2 separate regions of the Zea mays genome follow, and region 2 is linked to region 1. A link is a contact called in public Hi-C data. All regions are on one chromosome and are shown on one strand. The core of a region is the stretch at or near the end of the contact, and the rest is flanking DNA. Distances in the headings are between cores, read along the strand shown.

Region 1 (2,700 bases), core at 100-2,599:
TTACAGATTCCTGGTAAACATGAGATGACGAAAAACGGTCAGGTAGTGTGCCTTGAGGCTGAAAGGGGTACTACCAAGACTAAGACTGAAAGATCATATTGCTTGAAAATGGCTAACCTCATTCTGTCTCAAAACGTAATACTATATGTTCAGGCTACAAATCCATTACATATAGAGCAATATAACCTAAATTTTCCCATAGCACTTTTTTTTGCTTTAGTCAATCCATAATCCACGTCATACATACAGGATAAAATGTAAAATTTAAAGTTCTCTTATCACGGACCACCATAAATCAACTTTCTGCAAGTGCTATTTCATATGTTCAAAATGGCCCTATGAAATATGACTCGTTACTTCTTTTCCCTAAAAAAAAGGAGGAGCTGTTATACAGCCACACTAATGAAAGGTAACAGAACCATGATTTGGACTGAATCCACAGGTCAATTCGCATGGACAACCAAGAAACGGTTTGAAAGTCTTGTTATTAGTCATGTAAAAATATAACTCAGAACCATGTCAGTATCTTTGAAAGCAATTACATGCACAGCACCATTCATTTTCATAATTATGTCATGCCATAATCTACACGAGAATTCTTCGGGGAAACGGTTCTAGCAATGGTTGGCCAAATATATGTTTGCATATGGAACAAACTAATGCCGAATGTCAGGCATGTATTTCCACGATAGGGAGAAAAAAAAATGGTCCACGAACAGTATCAAACTATCTCATACCAACTTGATAGCCACCTCCTCGCCGCTCTGTACGTTGACACCTGCAGCCAAAAGGAAACATCATCGCATCAACGACAGACGCGGAACGACGAGCAGTACAAAACAGCGGCGCGTAGGAACCCGCAGACACGCGTGGGTCAAGGGCCCGGCGAGACGCTTACCGAGATAGAGCTCCCCGAAAGATCCGCTCCCGATCTTCTTCCCAAGCTTAAACTTCCCTCCGATCACGTGCTCCATTCCCGCAACCCCGCACCGCACGATTCACCCGGCCAACAACCGCCCCGCAGATCGTCCCTCTCCGATGGAGAGCGCTCACATTGCCCGTCTGCAGCGAGATTCGAGCCCGGAGCGCCCGGGAACAAGGGTTTCCCCGGATCTCCCAACCCAACCCAGGGTAGATTCCGCGCTGCGAAACGCCACGTGCGACGGAGCAGTCAAGGTCGACCGGCGGACGGGCGGGCGGGCGACGACGAGGCGGATCGAATTGGCGAGCGACCTCGGACGTGGGGCGAGGGAGGGATTCGCGTCTCTGATTTCCGGGGGAATTTTTTCGGGGGGTGAGAAGGGCGGGGGTGAGAAAGTGTGGAAGGGATGGGTGGGACGCGGAAACCGTGGGAGACGGACGGGGCAGGGCAGGACAACGGGTAGGTGGGATAGGAGAGCACGGGCACGGGCACGGCGTCTGGTTTTGTTTTCGCATGGTTCTTTCTTGCGTTGCGTCTAGTTTTTGTGAGTCCCATTCCCATCCCATCCTATACATGTTTGTTACCGAACGTCCAAATCAAACTGAATGAATTAGTGGAGCTCCCGTGGTGCCAACACGCGGTGACTTTCGTCTGGCACAAAAAAAACAAGCTGAATGAATTAACGTTTCAAAAGAGAAGGACAGCAGTGGTGGAACCGAAAGTTGTCGTTTGTGATGTGGGATTGACAGCCTCACCTCCTATTTTTATACGTACGTAAAGTGTTTGCATCTTGTTTAGCCCCTGTTTGTTTCGGCTTTTCACAGCTTCTGGCCATCAGAAGTTGCTGCGGACTGCCAAACACTCAGCTTTTCAGACAGCTTCTATAAAATTTGTTTGAGTAAAAACCATTCAAAATCAACATAAACATATAATCGGTTGAGTCGTCGCAATAGTAGTAATCCGTCACTTTATAGATCCTGAGCCCCATGGAAAACTTTATCTTCCTCCGCACGTAATCCTAATGATACTCAGATTTTCTACACAGCCAGATTCTTCCCACAGCTAGATTCTCGAAAAAGCTGGTCAGAAAAAAGCTGAACCAAACAGGCCCTTAGACTACCACTCTTGGATGCCTGCACTTTTGTATGGGTTGCGTCTCATTCTTCTCATATTTATGCAAATCTATGTTCATTGAAATAGAGTGAATATATGTCACATTTATTAATTTAATTTAATTACTATCCATATGTAAAATTTCACCAATAAATATCAAAAAGCTTGCAATAATTCCTTACAAATTAATTAATAAGGTTGTCATATTTTATAATAGTTTTTTACTGAGTCTCTACTAACTATTAAGACGATAGTGTAGACCACGGTGAAACCATGTCCTCACCTTGACGCCTATAGAAAAATCGTCCAAAATTATTGCGCTCGGGAGGGGGATCCAACCCATGGTATGGGAAGACATCGCACAACACTATATATGCTATGCTAGCCACTTGAGCGCAAGCAAGTTTGTATCTAATAGTCAATATATGTTATAAATATGTGTAGACTAGGTTTTCAAAATAATAAAAAATCATATCATGTCGGGCCGACATTACGGCCCGAGACAACGGCCCAAGCATGACATGTCTCTCGGGTCGGACTGTCACGAGTCCCATCTTAATAGTGTCGGGCCAAACCACGACACTATTAAATGAGTCATACCTCATGTCGGCCCGCTAGGCACGACTCATTTGACCATCTATGCTAACACCCTCCTTCCGCGCCAT
Region 2 (2,700 bases), core at 129-2,628, 160 kb before region 1:
CACCATATATATCATGATCATTGCTTGTGGCCTCGATTAAACTGCTCATGCTTTAAATTAAATTTGCAGACCTAAGTGCTCTTAGGGCATGTACAGTGGTGTTTAATGTGGAGTCTCTTAAGGTGTTTAAGGGGGTTATTTGCAAAAAAATCTTAGAGCCGTCTCTCCGTGAAGAGACGCCTCTGGCTCGTAAACCAAGTAGCAACAGACGTCTCACTTCCCACTGTACGAATTTATCGTCTGTTCTATCGATCTGATGCTATACAAATACATTTAATTCTGTATTTATTAATAGACTACGTTTATAGACACTCCATTGTACAATAGAGTCTCTTAGTTGTCTCCTGTGCTTGGAGAACTGTTTTGGTGTCTCTCCACTGTACATGCCCTTAGCAGGCAGTAACAATTTGGTAAGCACTGAATGTTACAGCAATAATATTACAACTAAGAGCTTGTTTGGTTAGAAGTGGGTTAAAGAGAATTGAAGGAGATTAAATCTTTTGCTAGTCAAAATCGAGTAGAAAGAGATTTAATCTCCTCAGATCTTATGGAACCGAACAAAACCTAGAATGGGCGGCAGGCAGAGGAATCTGAGCAAGAGTCATGAGAGCAGGGAGGTTTCGTTGATAGAATGATGGTGGCTTGTAGCTGGAACCCGGCCCGTCGGTCTTTCGGAATCCGGAGGCCGGAGCACATCTCACACCTGGGTACGCTGCCCGGACGAGTTTTTTCTATTTGTCGTTTCACAGGGACACACAAGTAAGGGAGCCGCATTCATTACGGGCTCCGAGGGCCTGTCCCTGCGGGTGGGGCCGTACAGTCACCATTCGTACGGGCACGTGCGGCCCCCACCTCTTTACAGGTAGTAGTCCATTGGATGCTGGGCGCGCCTTGGATATATGTCCTGTAGTGCGGTCATCATGGAGCGAAGAGCACCCCGCGTCCCCCTGCCCCTCCCTGCCTTGGACTCTTCTTCTCCGGCGGGACCGGGGGACGGCCACCGCGCATCGGACGACGGCCTTTGACGGGGGCAGCAAGGACACCGCCACAGTTTGTCCTATACAAACGGAGGCCAGGACGGGGCCTTCCGCCATTGCTTTCACCCACCCCCAAACCACCGCTACCACTCGATCGAGACAGCAGAGGGAGATAGTAATACGGAAAAATATATTTTTTTAACCTTTAGTCATGTCGCTCGCCTCCCACCCCACACTAGTGTTCTTTTCATCACTTTCACCTAAAAGCCCTAACAGTGCCACCTCTGCGGCGCGACTTTTCGCCTCTACGGCTGTTGATATTCCTACCCTCTGTTCCACCTCCAAGTTGGCTCCGCAGATCTCCCCTTTTTAGGACAAACAATCCATCCACCACCGCCCTACACACCCTCCTTCCTAAAAATAGTAGCCGGCGCCATGCAAATGCGATTCCCCACAGCTCCCCGTTCCTGATGGAGCTCCTCCGCAGATCAATGGACCTATGAGACGACGAGCGACGCCAGTCAGCAACCAGGTCGTCCAGGTACCGCAGGAACTCCCAGCGGCCACCCCTACTAGCAACCACTCCAGTCTCCAGCTGAGCTGAGCTGAGCAACAAAGGGTATACACTTGTAACTCTATGATACTCTCCATGTCCAAGCTAGCTCCTTTTTATCTTTTTTCCTCATCTCTTCTCTTCGCGGCCGCTTCAGCAGTTCAGCTCCATTCCAACGCGCGGCCGCTGCCTCGGCTGCCACCGCCGAGATCAGCCGCCATCTCCACCAAAGGTAGGAGTATACTTGCTCGCAGCGCGCCAGTGAGGCAGTGACTGCATGCTGCCTCTCCAAGAAAATAGAACCCATCCCCCCCGCATGTATAATTTGACTGACGAAAATATTGTTTCTTATAAGCAGCATCATTTTTCCTTTTATGCATAAATATGAAAGATGCATCGCTTTCACACGAACATGGACAGGCAAAGAAAATATCGAGCAGGGCACCTCAGATATATAGATCCCCAAAATGGCGCATGTAATCATCCGCTGCGTCAATCCTTCATGTGTCTGTATATGATTCCTGGATGCCAGCAGGTTAATCGATGGACCTGCCCCCAAACCCCGAGAGCCCGGGAGGCGGTGGTGATGGCGGCGGAGGAGGCGGAGCCGGTGGATCGAGCGGCGGGGCGTCTTCGTCGGCGCCGGGCGGCGGCACGCCGCAGACGCCGAGCCGGTACGAGGCGCAGAAGCGGCGGGACTGGAACACGTTCGGGCAGTACCTGCGGAACCACCGGCCGCCGCTGAGCCTGGCGCAGTGCAGCGGCGCGCACGTGCTGGAGTTCCTGCGGTACCTGGACCAGTTCGGCAAGACCAAGGTCCACACGGCGGCGTGCCCCTTCTTCGGCCACCCGAGCCCGCCCGCGCCGTGCCCCTGCCCGCTGCGCCAGGCGTGGGGCAGCCTCGACGCGCTGGTGGGCCGCCTCCGCGCCGCCTTCGAGGAGAACGGAGGCCGCCCGGAGTCCAACCCCTTCGCGGCGCGCGCCGTCCGCCTCTACCTCCGCGAGGTCCGCGAGCACCAGGCCCGCGCGCGCGGCGTCAGCTACGAGAAGAAGAAGCGCAAGAAGCCGCAGCCAGCTGATCACGCCAGCGGGAGCGGAGGACAAGGCCCTCACCACCCGCCGCCTCCGGCACCGCCGCCCGCCGGCGCGGCGTGCTGAGGCCTGAGGAAC

Evidence for each region. A called contact is a pair of places that touch in the nucleus more often than the background predicts.
Region 2: a contact with region 1 is called in a Hi-C map of leaf, with 5 times the contacts expected there. The contact joins the promoter of LOC100278742 here to the promoter of LOC100217181 in region 1. A contact is called at or near these places in 3 of 25 Hi-C or Micro-C datasets (ear, leaf and tassel).

Annotation. Positions count from the first base shown.
Region 1 is chr5:189,832,245-189,834,944 of Zm-B73-REFERENCE-NAM-5.0, reverse strand. It overlaps LOC100217181 (putative casein kinase family protein), which reads right to left and starts at 1,349. Exons shown (of 14, transcript NM_001143542.1): 1 at 899-1,349; 2 at 738-778; 3 at 1-10. The coding sequence starts at 974.
Region 2 is chr5:189,996,606-189,999,305 of Zm-B73-REFERENCE-NAM-5.0, reverse strand. It overlaps LOC100278742 (putative protein of unknown function (DUF640) domain family protein), which reads left to right and starts at 1,378. Exons shown (of 3, transcript NM_001151920.2): 1 at 1,378-1,596; 2 at 1,691-1,762; 3 at 2,066-2,700. The coding sequence starts at 2,074. The coding sequence ends at 2,688.